Regions from separate parts of the Mustela erminea genome. Here region 2 is linked to region 1. Evidence: chromatin contacts called from public Hi-C data. All regions are on one chromosome and are shown on one strand. The core of a region is the stretch at or near the end of the contact, and the rest is flanking DNA. Distances in the headings are between cores, read along the strand shown. Region 1 holds the start of GADD45A (growth arrest and DNA damage-inducible protein GADD45 alpha). Region 2 has its middle 93 kb from the start of SERBP1.

The links. A called contact is a pair of places that touch in the nucleus more often than the background predicts.
Region 2: a Hi-C map of fibroblasts shows a contact between it and region 1, with 4 times the contacts expected there. The contact joins the enhancer-like site here to the promoter of GADD45A in region 1. A contact is called at or near these places in 2 of 3 Hi-C or Micro-C datasets (fibroblasts and skeletal muscle).

What each region holds. Positions count from the first base shown.
Region 1 is chr10:54,299,978-54,307,478 of mMusErm1.Pri, reverse strand. GADD45A (growth arrest and DNA damage-inducible protein GADD45 alpha) reads left to right here and starts at 1,356. Exons shown (of 4, transcript XM_032302502.1): 1 at 1,356-1,620; 2 at 2,166-2,267; 3 at 2,520-2,757; 4 at 3,834-4,517. The coding sequence starts at 1,577. The coding sequence ends at 3,947. It overlaps LOC116567447 (a long non-coding RNA gene), which reads right to left. Exons shown (of 4, transcript XR_004276222.1): 3 at 6,009-6,162; 4 at 4,537-5,457.
Region 2 is chr10:54,416,372-54,422,841 of mMusErm1.Pri, reverse strand. No RefSeq gene overlaps it. Among named protein-coding and RNA genes, the nearest start is that of SERBP1, 93 kb to the left of the region's middle. Within about 2 kb of position 4,036, the one cell type or tissue checked has open chromatin away from gene starts, as enhancers often do. A contact at or near this core is called in fibroblasts, where this site is marked.

The sequences.
Region 1 (7,501 bases), core at 107-2,606:
TTTCCACTAAATTAGGATCAAGAGAGCTGGAGAATATTTTGCCTAGAATGATACAAACATTCAGGTGCAAAAACTCCTATGCACCTTGCAAAAAATTACTTCTTTGACCTCTGGCTGTACAGAGACCTTAGTAATGCAAGCAAGGTTTTGAATGAGAGTGTATGGAGGCATTTTCACCACATTTGGTGACTTCAAAAGGTTTAAGACATGTTTTTGCATTTATTGCATATACTCATAAAACAAAGGTGAGAACTTTCAACTTATTAAGTCAAAGTCTATATACTGAAGTTTGCCTCTCAAAAATGTGTAACTTCTGCTTGCTTTCCACCCCCATGTTGCCATTATCTCAAAGGTGAAATTTTAGCATATGACTAAAAGGTCCTATAGCTGCAGCTTCATGATTCAGCATCTAACATCAATAATTCACAGTGAGATCATAGGCTCTCTGTGGAAGGTAGTGACATACTTGCCTTATGAAAGGAAGCTTAGGGCGTATTGAGAGTATTTTGAGTTTAGACGTGTGTGGATGTCCGACATTTGTCTCTTGGCTGGTGCGGTGCAGAAGGATCCTCCTTTGGGAAAAGCTCTCTGAGAAAGGTGAATCTGCAAGGCTAGGATACACACATGTGGTAACCAGCTCCTCGCGAACATGGTTTTCCAGAGTTACCCTCGGCAGGTGGGAAGGCTTTCTGCTTTGTGTGGAAAAGATTCCAACTTGGTTCCGTGCCATCGCCAAACACAAATGTGTTGATTTTTCTTTTTTGAGCTTCCAACCCTTGCAACCTTCCAAAAATAAATCAAACCAGCCATCAGGGCACCGAAATAATACTACTACTAATAAGCAGCTTTGCCTAGACTTACACAAACAACACTTCTGAGGTAAACTTTGCCCCAGAGGTCTGAAACACTCTTTTTATGTAACCTGCTTACTAATAATTACTAGACTTGGGTGCATTCGCCCTGGAAATACATTTTAATAGCAACCCCTAAAAACAAAGGACATGAAACTACCATAAAAAATGTGCACCAACTAGAAAAACACTTGGCAGCCTGCTCCGGCCTCAAGTGGAAGACACCCCCTCTCCCCCGCCGCGGCGAAGACCCCCCACCTTCCTACCCGCCACTCGAACAGGGCAAGAGTCTGCTCGCGACCCCGCCCTCCGCGATCCCAGCACCGCCCCCGCCCCCTAAACTCGCCTTCCGCCTGGCTCCACCCCCTTCCGCTCCTCTCCCCACGGTTCTAGGGGCTAGGGTCAAATTGTCGGCGCAGGCTTATTTGCATAACCCAATGGCTGTGTATATGCAAATAAGGCGGGTGGTGGTTGGCTGGAGGTTATCCGGATAACTCCGGCGAGCGGGGCCTTTGTCCTTCAGTGGCTGTGAGGCAGCTGCCGGTAGGGAGGCGAGGGGTGGCGGCGGGCGAGCGTGTGGGGCGGGAGTACCGGCTGGACGACGCTGAGGCGGCAGGCGCTGGAGGAGCCTGTGAGGGAGTGCAGAGAGCAGGCGCCCGAGCGCTCACAGTGGCAGGAGCAGCCGGCACGCCGCTCTCTCTCTGTGGGGGACCCGCAGTTGCAATATGACTTTGGAGGAATTCTCGGCTGGAGAGCAGAAGACTGAAAGGTAAGGCGGCCGGAGCCTCTCCCGGAACTCCTTCTCGCCCACTGCGCGCACCGCAGCGCGTCCCGGCTGTGCAAGGTTTGCCGGCGAGCGAGCGGCTGAAAGTTTGCAGAGGCACCTCCCGCCCGTCTCTCTTGGGAACCTTCCCAGAGGCGCCGGTGGACGGAAGGAGCGTGCCCCCTAACCCGGCCGAGCCCCTCTGGGCCTCGGCAAAGGGCAGAAGGCACCGTCCCTGCCCCTGCGGCTCCTGCGGCTGGCAGCCTGTGGCTGCGCCCAGCGCCAGGGACTGACTGGCAGCGCCCGCGGGGGAGGGTGGCGGGTGGCCCTGTCGGGGCTTTTCGCAGGCCTCCTGGCCTCTGGGCTTGCGAGGGGTCACGGGGGTGCGGGGTGCGGGTGACCGGGCCGGGGGAGGCTTGGCGTTTGCAGAAACCCAGCGGCGCGGCGGCGCACGGACTCGGGAGGAAGGGTCGCGGTGCCGGGTGAGGGGGCGGCGATGGCCCCGAAGGGACCTGGGCTGACGGGACCCCCTTTGCTCTCTTCGCGGATAGGATGGATAAGGTGGGCGATGCCCTCGAGGAAGTGCTCAGCAAAGCCCTGAGTCAGCGCACCATCACCGTCGGGGTGTACGAGGCGGCCAAGCTGCTCAACGTGTAAGTGGGGCCCTCTCGCGTCCCCCGTGGCACCCCTTCCCGCCCCAGCCCGGAGGCGACGTCGCGGAGAACCCCTCGCCCTGCCGCGCAGTTTCCTGAGGCTTCCCATCTGCCTCTCGGCCCCCTGCCCCGGAGGTGGGGTGCGGGGAGCGAGCAGGCCGGGGCGCGACCTCGGGGCCCTGGCGAGTGTTGTGGGCGTCTACGCAGACGGGTGGTGCCTCTGCGCTCACCCGCCCCTCCCGCTGCCTTCAGCGACCCCGATAACGTGGTGCTGTGTCTGCTGGCTGCGGACGAGGACGACGACAGGGATGTGGCTCTGCAGATCCACTTCACCCTGATCCAGGCGTTCTGCTGCGAGAACGACATCAACATCCTGCGCGTCAGCAACCCGGGCCGACTGGCCGAGCTGCTGCTCCTGGAGACGGACGCCAGCCCAGCCTCGAGCGAGGGCGCTGAGCAGCCCCCGGACCTGCACTGCGTCCTGGTGACGGTAAGCGAAAGGGGTCTGCAGGCCCGTCCGAGTTAAGAGTCCTGGAGGGAAGTGAGCCGAGGGTTGAGAGTCGCCTGACTGCGGATCTGCAGTGAGGGGGAGGGCTGGAGCGTGGCTGCCTTTGCACCATTAGAGCGTGGCTGGACTTTCAGCCGAGATGTGCTGGTTTCATCATCAGGATTTTCTCTGGTACAGAACATGTCTAAGCACGTTGGAGGCTGCCAGCAGCGGAAGAGATCCTTGTGAGTCAGCACTGTCAGCCCAGCTACTCCCTACCTACATCTGCACTACCTCCCGTGACTAATTCTTTAGTAGGGCAGATTAGATAAAGCCAAATAAATTCCTGGCTCACCCTCATTAAGGAGTCAGCTTCAGTCTCCACCACTCAAAGTTAAAAATAGAAATGGTGTAGGAGACAGACCTTATTAATTCCCTAGAAATACATTAAGAGGGTGGAGTGAGAATTTTTTCTTTGCAATTGTGCCTTTTTTAATGGACACTTTTTTTTCTGATAAAAGCCTTTGATAGGTAAATTACTTGTGTTTCCAAAGGTAAATTTGATAGCTTTGTCTTTTACAGTTCACTACCTTTTGGCTGGTCTAGTTAAGTGGCAGCCCAATCATTTTGCTACTCCGGAAAATTACTACTCTGTCTTTAGGGAGGATATCAGGTGGCAGCTCTTGTTAACTGTTACGCAGCTCTCATCTCATTGTACACAGAGCATGGAAATATGTCTCAGAGCTGTTTCACTCAGGTGTCTTACACAGGACAAACCTGTGAATGATACTGTCATGCAAAACTAAGTAAGTCTCATGCAACCATATGTATATGGTTCGGAGGGTTGCATGTGTTCATCCTTTCAGAGTATGGGTTAGTGGAGAATTACCCTTAATGATTCTGCAGGAAACCAGCTACCTAGAAGAAAGTTTATTTTTTATGGTTGTAACTAGTCTCTGTCACACAGCCAAAGTAAAGAATGTTCAAGAGGAAGTTGTCTTCCTCTTGACATGAGTGTCATTATTAGCAGATGCTGATTTTTTTAAATAGTAAATTTATTTTTCTCATTTCGTTTCCAGAATCCACATTCATCACAGTGGAAGGATCCTGCCCTAAGTCAACTTATTTGTTTTTGCCGGGAAAGTCGCTACATGGATCAGTGGGTTCCAGTGATTAATCTCCCTGAACGGTGATGGCATCTGAATGAAAATAACTGAACCAAATTGCACTGAAGTTTTGAAATACCTTTGTAGTTACTCAAGCAGTTACTCCCTACACTGATGCAAGGATTACAGAAACTGATGTCAAGGGGCTGAGTGAGTTCAACTACATGTTCTGGGGGCCAGAGCAAGATGACTCTGCAGATGGAAAGAGGTGAAAATGAAGAAGGAAGGTGTGTTGCAACAAATACAAGTCAAAAGGAACAAAAAATTACAAAGAACCATGCAGGAAGGAAAACAAACTATGTATTAATTTAGGATGGTTGAGTTACATTTACATAAACCAAATGTGCTTTGTTAAAGTTCAAATGTGCTGCAGTAGTTTGGGTATTTTTGGTTTATATGCCCTCAAGTAAAAGAAAAGCAGAAAGGGTTAATCATATTTTAAAACCATATTTTATTGTATTTTGATGAGATGTTAAATTCTCAAAAGTTTTATTATAAATTGTACTAAGTTATTTTATGACATGAAAAGTTATTTATGCTATAAATTTTTTGAAACACAATACCTACAATAAACTGGTATGGAATAATTGCATCATTTCTTAATGTGTGCTTTTGTTTCTTTTAACTTGGAATGTATCTTAAATTTTTTTATATGGAAAAATTAAAAGCCCTTCTGAAATCATGTATCTACAGTATATGTGTCTATCTCTCTATATAGGTAGAGACCTGCATGTGTCATGTATCTATTTTTTCCACTTTTATGCATTTGGGCTGGACATGGCATAATTTTATTTCTTAGTCTTTATTTAAACAGACATCTTACTGGTGCCTTACTCTACACTATGTCCAAAGTCCAAAAGCCAAAGCTCATTTAAGAAGCGTTGGGGTTGCAGTTCGGGAAAGAAGTGTTTGAGATTTCACTTGCAACATTGGAATAATTACCATGCAGTGACATTAATGTCATAGTAAGAATATATGCAGAATGCTAAGGAAGCAAAAGTGACCAAAGTTACCTGCAAGAGCAGGTCATTTTACATGGTCTTTGAACTCAGGTTTCACTTCCCCAGCTAGAGAGGAAAAGGATGTTGCTGGCAGTGACCCTGGTTTGTGCAAAGGCAGGTTCCCTGAAAGACCCACCCTGGTTCAGGGAACAAAGGGTGATTCTGTGTGCCTCTGGGGTGGAAGAGAAGGGAGAGATAAGGCGAAAAAAGGGGGTGGGGATTAGGCCCAGACTCTGAAGGGCATTAGGGCTTCCTTCTGTAAACTCTGGGGATTCGGCAGAGGCCTTCACAAGGGGAGTGACGTGATCAGTGTTCTGGGAAGATAACTTCAGGACCCATGAAAGAGAGATTACTGGGATAAGAGGCTGGAGGTGACGCCAATCAGGAAGTGACTGGACCAGGCCAAGGCTGTGCAGTTTGCAGACCATGTTTAAGGAACAAACAGGGAAGTGGCCTGGTAAAGAATTCCCGTGCCCCTCTTCTCTCTAGAGCTGTATGTCTTCCAGCTGCACGTTTCCGCTGTGGTTTCAAGGGGTCTGGTTGGATTCGATGAGAGAAATGGAAGAAAAGAGCAAAAATGAAAGGCTTTAGCAGAACAATCCCCTCTTAGTTGGAACAGTCACTTGATAATTAACTGTAACAATCTCCTCTAGGTATATAGCCAAAGAAAGCAAAAAATGCCTACTGAGGAGAAGCCTAACATAGATTTTTTTTTTTCTTTCTTTTTTTTTGGCCTAATTGGCAAATGGCACCCCTCCCCCACGGCTCCCCCCACCATGTGTCTCCCATCCTTGTCATGACTACAGGTCATTAGGAAAAGATAGAAGTCAGGAGAGAAAACCAAACCAACTGATAGTAAGTAATACAAAGCTCCAAGTTTCTGTGTTACGAATAACACAGGCCCAAGAAGCACTTCACCTCACAGTTAAGTTTCTGTTTTTCCACATCTGCCAGAAATGTGGGTTGTTAGGCCTTAAGCTCATTGTATTTTATTCAAGCTGGTGCCTGATCCAAAACATAACCGGTACTTAACCTTTGTTTTACCAAAAGATGGGAGAGCAGTGGGTTTTGAATAGAATGTTCTTACCTTCTTAAGTAAGGATTTTCAATCCTCTTCTACAGTTGCTTGACTGAAAACCCTTGCAAAACTGAGTGAATTAAGCCAAGAACACAGAGAAGAAAGCAGCCATATTGCTAGGTGTGAAGATCATCATTAGTTCTTCTGCATCTCCTTCCCTCAGCTATAAAATGGAGGTAAATGACCCAGAATATCACTCTACAAAATGTCTTTGGCGATTCTACAATTGTCTTCTGCAAAACTATAAAACTAAAGCTAAGGGCTAATGTCTGGTTCATAATGGTAGCCCAGGATTTAGCACACTTCTCAGCAAGCGGTAGGCATTGAATTAATACTTGTTGGTTCAATGAATGAGAAGTAATGAATGCAAATGAGCTGGCACGTGATGGGTGCTCAGTTACAGTCTATCCCTAAAATGCAGGCGAAGGCAGTCGGGTTTCTCTGATGCTTTAAAACGCAATATAAATCTATTAATTTTGAGAAAGGAGTTTCAAACCTTTCTTCTATATTCATAGTTCCTAGAGATGGAAAGCGGTAGTATCCATTCTTCAGATTGTTTTGTTTCAGGAAGAGACCAATAATTAATGCAAAAGTGTTATCTGGGGTTTTAAGTTGTAACTTTTGCTTTTCTTTCCTGACTGAATATAACACAAAGTTAACATGGCATTGAAAAACCCAACCGTGAAGCAGTTAATTGTAAACAAGTGTGCAATTACCTGGGCAACTTCTACCTCTAATTGATGTTAATATTCTTCAGTCATTGCCTTAAATGCTACTAAGCCTACTTCTTGCAAGTAGGTGGAAATGTTACAACAAGAACAAAAATCCCTTCATCTACCTAAGGTGTGCTGTATTTGGAAAATACCTACTTTTCCACCGGCAACTTCACCCCAGGGTTGTAAATACCCTTGCCTCCTCCTTTTACAATTAACCAAGGCCTTAGTAAGTTAAACTTCTATAATAAAAGGACTCATGAAGATAACTAATCTCCTGTGATACATATATTACTTCCCAATTAAATAAAAAAAGCGTTCTTTCTAGGAAAGAGCATTTGTATACTATCAACTGGAAACATTTCCAAAGCATCTTTTGTGATGCTTTATTGTAACCCTTGTGAAATCCTTGGTTTCCTCAATTTTCAACTATGTAAGTTAAATTTTATTCTTTTCCATGTGGTAAAGGCTGCAAGCAGTGAGATGTGTTTCTTTCAAATGAACCAAACTCTCAGTGGCATGATTTAACATGGGGCCATCATCCCTCAAATGGAATTGAACCTTTTTTCTTTCTTTTTAACAATCCTTAGGAAAACACAAGAAACTCTGTGAAAAGATCATATTCATGAAAACCACCAAGAAATATTTAGTGAGTGCTTATTATGAGCAAAGAGCTATGCTGGTTGTATTGAAGTGTGCAAAAATCAATCAATCAATCAATCAGGCAAGTTCTCTGGCCTCAGGGAGCCCCAAGCAATGAGACATGGACATCAGTAGATATAATCCAAA
Region 2 (6,470 bases), core at 2,787-5,286, 110 kb before region 1:
TCTCGTAGAAGTTGGAGTTCAGGCCTTGAATCCAGGATTCTGATCTAGTACACTGTCTCACTCATGTGAATTTCTATACCCTTACACACTGAGGAAAGGCAGCACAAGCTCTAATATTCCATCAATACCTATAGGATTGCAATTTGTTATACATGATATTGTGCAAGGTCAGCTGCACAGCAGTGGAGTGTGGCCTTCGGCGCTTGGGAGAGCAGCTGAGCAGTAAGTGCCTTCAGCAAATAGGGTTTTGTGAGTAGAGAGCTAACATTGTTATAAGTCGCTTTTTCTTTGTCTACTGAGAAAAGCTCATTATTTGGATTTCAGACTTCACTAATAGAAGCAGAATACATAGGCGAGAAGTGATCATCTTGTACTTTTCTAAGAGCTTTGTATTTTACCGCGGGAGCACACTTTGAAACCAAAGACAAAAGATAGATTGTTTTTAGAAGAAAATGGCTTGAGAGGTGAGAGAGTTCAGGGTCAGGCCATAGGAGAATGGAAGGTCGGGAACCAGGAGGGAGCAGACTGGAGGTGGGGCTGGAGTGGGTTTCTCCAGATATCTGAAGGGCTGTCTGGTGGCTGAGGGCTTGGACTGGCATCAGGGGGCCCCATGGATGGGAACAGCATGGGGATCAAGTCCCTCGTGGCGAAATTGTGATAGACCTTTGCAGGGTTTGCTTGCACAGTGTCTGCTTCTCTTTCATTCACAGAACTCACATCTTGTTCAGGGAATAGGTCTCTCTTCCTCTTGGTCAACATGGTTATTTTGGTGGGCTAACTCTATTCCTTCCTCCAGGGGATCTTATGGCTCTGGCCTAAGATAATCAGCATACCCCTTCCTCTCTGGCCTCAATGATTGGTCTAAGAATCAGCTTGTCACTCAGATTAGGTTGATGAGAAGTACATTCTGAGTTTCTAGGAATTTGTTGGTAAAAATCTTCTTCCCTCACTGCATTCACAAGTGCATATATCTACAGGGGAAGTCAACACAAAGGAACTCGCAGCCAAAGGAAGGGGTAATACTCCGCCCCGACTCTTTCATTCTGAGCCCCTGGAAGCAGCCGAGCCTGATGTCCTCTAGATCTTTCAGTTAAGTGAGGTGGTATGTCACAATTTTGTTTCTTGGAAAGTGGATTCCATTGGAGTCTGGGGGGCGGGATCTTTACTGGTGTGTGTCCTGGGTATGAATACTTGAGGAAGGGAAGGAAGTAGAAGTTGCCCAGGGAGGACCAAAGCCAAACACAGGCCTAAAAACAGCTTTAGCCGCGCCCTGAGTTGGGTGGAGATGAGCCAGACCTCTACACTCTGGCATTGATTACTCATTGGCTTTGGGTTACCCCAGGAAAGGCTGGGGCAGCAAGGCAATTCCTGGAGGGGTTGAGGATTAAAGATTGCTCTCCATCAGCTGGGGCTAAACATCGTTCATTGGAGGGGCTTCCGGTTGTCATGTCAAGAGTCTGTCACGCAGTGTATTCCTTATTTATTTATTGGTAATGACAGTTTCAGCTGGACTTTCTGTCACTGGCAACTGAAGGAATCCTGACAGGCAAACAAGGAAACATTTTCTAAAATTCAGATTTTAGAAACGTCCATATATGCAAGGGGCTTCCTTGGCTGGGAGCAAGCTCAGAGATGTTCAAGCAAAGCCTGGCAGACCACTTTCCTTTGGAAGGGAGGCTCTAGAGGGAAATTTGAGCTGTATGACCTTTCATTCCCAAATTCCTTGACTCCTGGACTCTGAAGACAGGCTTAAAGAGATTCTGCTTACATCTGGACAGACACGTGGACATCACAGACACACAACACATGGATATTAGAGCCTCCCAGATCAAATCATATCAAGTCCTATTTCTCCCAGCTAATTTCACTTGACTGTGGACTTGGAGGAATTTGACTTGTTTTTGGAGATAAAGGGAATGTTACTTGGTTTGATAAGGAAAAACACTTTTTTTTTTTAATGTCCTCAGAAGGAACTCTAAAGGAGCTCCTTAGTTGACTTTATCACAGACTGTTTTCACCTGTCCTGCCCAAAAAGGCACATGCCTTCCTCAGCTAATGCTATTGTGGGGCTCTTGGTCAGGTTTTCCTCCCGCCATTTAATCTCTCAGTTCTCCGTGTCTCCTGGTCTTCTGCCTCTGGTCTCTCATGTCCTCATGCCACTCCCTGAGTCAGGCTTCACTGGCTGCTTGTGAGACCACCTGTCCTTTCATGCCAAGGACCTCATGCCTTGGCATCACACACCCATCTGGCCCTCCCTGCCACCCATCCAGGGTTGTGTCTAAGCCTTGAGGTCTGGGTGTCCAGGTCCCGCCTGTCTGGGGGTCCCCCACTGCCTGCTTTGTTTCCTCTGATGTGGCTGTTTCTCCAGCCCTGAGGTCTCTGCCTCAGCTGAGTGTCTACAGTCTTGGCAGGTGCCTTGTCTATGGTGTGAGGAAAGGGCCCTGCACTCAATGTCTAGAGAATCATGGTTTGAGCCCCAAGAGCCTCTGCCACTTCCATGGCTCAGTCACCCCTGTCTCTGAGCTATAATTTCTTCCTCAGTGAAGCAGGTGTGTCCTGCCTCACAAAGTCATGGTGGGACTCCTCCTAGTCCCAGCTACCCTTGGCTGAGGTCTTGCCATGTGCCGGGTGGTAAGTTTAGCACTTACTATGCTTCTTCATCCTCCCAATGCAACACCTCGAGGATGGTGTTTTTAATCCTGATTTTACGAATGAGGAAATGGAGGCCCAGGGAGGTTAAATAATTTACCCCTGGTCACACGGTAGGGCTAAAATTCAACCCCTGATGTGTCCTTTATAACACTCTTGGAATGTATACACTTCACTGTAAGATGAGGAACACAGCACTTCATGGCACTAAGTCTTTTCTGCACATCAGCGTTTATCATGACTTCTAAATCGCCCATGAATCTCTCTGGGTCTCAAAGGTGCCAGGACTGTCTGATAGGGATGGTAGTGGTCTATCTGTGGCCAAACTGCTGAGAGAACCATCTCAAGTTAAAAGTTCTTTGCATCTGTCATTTCTTTAGCTTCAAGAAATATATGCCTAGCAAATGTAGGGGGGTGGAGGGGTTGACGTCCTGTAACTGAAGATGCACTGGACACTTGAATCTGGAACTTGATCCCCAGGTCTGCTTTGAGGAAACAAAGCTTAGCTGGAATCCAAATGGCCAGTGTCTTTGCATCACTCAAACATGCCTTCAGTGGCCACTGCTCTCATTCTACCCTCAGGCACCTATAGGCACCACAGACTGTGGCATCTATGGAGAGCAGGAGGCCTTGCTTGCCTCCATGCTGGGCCACAGCACTTTCTCAGGAATGGAAGCAGATGCTATGAGAAAGTTGGCTCCCACTTGCATTCAAAGTTGGCTGGAAAGATTCAGGGAACGTTGCTGGACATTGGCAACCCCAGGCTACTGCCTGTGCCATGGCCACTGTCTCCTGGCTCCCAGCTCCCGAGTGGATGAAGCTGTGGTAGTTCTGCAGTCTCCCCACCCCAAGAAAGAAACTGCCCGGAAGTTGGCTGCTGTTCCAGCTGCTTCCTCTTAAACAAAGAAAACCTGATTCAAAAGCCAAATAACTAACTCCCCAGGGAAGTCAGCTCAAGGTTTGAAGGCTCCCTAGCTTGTCCTATGAACCTCCACACCAAGAACCACCAATTACAAATTTAATAGCTCATTTTGTATCAAAAGGTCAATTAGGAAGCACCTAGAATTTTTTAATGATACAAATATATTCTCTGGGTTCTGCTATAGCCTACACAGTGTTAGCTTTTTTCCCCCTATTGTGATTTTTAAGTTTCTCCCCTAGAAATTGATTTTATTTAATATCCACAAGTCTTGTATTTCTCAAAGAAAAATCCATTAAAGAAAAAACAGTACCAGTTTTGGCAGGTTCTGCAGGCTGCAAACCACCCCGCAGATACCAGGTGGTGGCGCTAGAGAGGCAGCAGCCGCAGGAGGGATTGGCCTTAGAGGCTCCGGACGAGGAATCTTGAGCCTTCAGTTTCCGAGTGCCAGCGCTTAATTGGCGAGGCGTTCTGCATTCTTCATGTGTCAGCAGGCTGGCTGCTCTTGTTCCTCGCGGTATAATGAGGTGCCCTGGGGTTTGTCCAGAGCTGGTCACCCGGCGTTTCTCAGGAAGTTAGAGCATTTCCCTCTGGCTGCTGAGACAATGCACATTCCCTTTGGAAAGACACAAACGGGCCCCCGCAGTAGCTGCGCTGGCCTTGCCCCCTCTCACTGCCCAGGTCTGTGCTACTCCCTGCTTTTCACGGGTCTGTCTCCTCCCTTGTACTTACAGAAGCCATTGATGATGGGCCCGTGCAGATCCAGGGAGAATGAGTGCCTTCACGTGTGTCAACCCCAACTTCCTACAATGGTGTCCCAGAGCTACAGGTGGCCCACTCTTTGATCCTCTTGTTCTCCATTGTGAGCAGACCTATCCGTTTATACCAGCATAACTTGTGTTGTATACCATGCCAGTGCATAATACCAAATACTATGTATTTTCCCTAGGTGCTATGATGTGAGAAGGTTTTGAAAGGTTGGCCTCATTGGACCTTCCCAGCTCAGAGGTATAGATTCTATTGTTATGCCCATTTTACAAGTGAGAAGATGGAGGCCCCACAGCCTTACTTGTTACTGTACCAAGGTCACACAGCTGTCAAGTGGCGCCACCAGAATTTGACCCCAGACAGCCTGCCTCTAGAAATTCCAAGCTTTTGACCCCGTTAACTATGTATTAGAATCTGAAGAACTTTAAAAAAGACCAAAAACATCAAAGCCAACAAACTGTCCCAGCCAAGGGGAGCCTAAGGAGACAAGATAATTAATGTACTGGTGAGGTTACCAGATGGGATCTTGGGACAGGAAAAGGACCTTAGGAAAAAGGTGTGGACATTTAAATAAAGTATGAAATTTAGTTAGTAACTATGCATGAATATTGGTCCATTCACTGTGGCAAATGTACCATACTGATGTAAGATGTGAACAGTAGGTGAAACTAGGTGTGGTGTAGACTGCAGTTCTCTTTAGGACCTTCATAATAATTCTGTAAATCTAAACCTGTCTTTAAAAAGTTTATTTTAAAAATTCCACAAACCGGGGTGCCTGGGTGATTCAGTGGTTTAAAGCCTCTGCCTTCGGCTCAGGTCATGATCCCAGGGTCCTGGGATCGAATCCCACATCAGGCTCTCTGCTCAGCAGAGAGCCTGCTTCCTCCTCTCTCTCTTTCTTTCTCTCTCTCTCTCTCTCTGCCTGCCTCTCTGCCTACTTGTGATCTCTGTCAAATAATAATAAAAAAAAAAATCTAAAAAATTCCACAAACAGACCCTGGGGCCCCATCTCAGAACAATTAAATCAAAACCACTTGGAGGTAAGGGCCAGGCATCATTATTTTTTTAAAAGCTCTCCTGCAGATGAAAATGTTCATCCAGGGTTGAGAATCCCTGCACTTCCCCCACCCCCACCCCCACTCCAACATGGACTCTGAGCCCCTGGAGTGCAGGGTTCTTGTCTTATTGTTTTTGTTTCTCTAGTGCCTAGCTTGGAGTCTGGCCCAGGTTAGGTATTCAGTATGCGTTTGATGAATGAATGATGAATGAATGAACGAATGAATATTTTAATCTCTCCTCAACTCAACCCGGCCTAACTGACTCTGAAAAGAAAAGATGAAAACATTTAACGTTGTCAGGCAACAAGTCTGTCATTGGGTCCTGCTGATTTATGACGAACAAGATGCTAGGTGCCGGCTACTGCTAGATGTCTGGTTGGAGGTGATGCCTGTCTTCGAGGCATTTTCTAGAAGGAAAGGGGGCAGCTCTGTGGGGTAGTCATTCAGCAGGCAGGGTCTGGAGCCAGCTGGTTTGTGTTCAGATCCCAGCTGCTGCACTTAGGAGCCCTGTGATCCCAGGCATTTTCCTGACCATGCTGGAGAAGAAGGGAGATGTGAAAATGAAGCAGAAACTGAAGTTGACTGTGTGAACTGCAAATCCAGGAGATATTGGTAAAGTGGAGCATATTGAAGAGTTTTGCTTTCACTGGTTTTCTACAAGATCTTTTTTCCTGTCATCAAAAGTTCACCTGTGCCCTAGCTGAAATCCCCTGCAGAAAGGATGGGAATCTAGGCTGTGATGGTGTGAGCAGCTGGGCTCCTGGCAGGGTCCTGAGCTTGGGGAAGGGGGACAGAGGACAAGTTGGTGTGGAGGAAGTGGGCTCCTCCTGGATCTGCTGGGGCCATTGCTCCCTTCATGGGGAGACCTGAGATCACAGCTCATGCTGACAGAGCCCTAATTCTGCACTGGGAACTTTCCTAAGTGTTCTACTTGCTGAGGTTCATTTCAGGTTGACAAACTCTTCCCAAAGCTGTCCTCTGTGTACCACTCCATTTTATTGGTGATGCAACCGAGGCCTAGAATTAGGTAACTTACCCAAGGTCACATAATGAGCAAGCCGTAGGACCAGAATTCA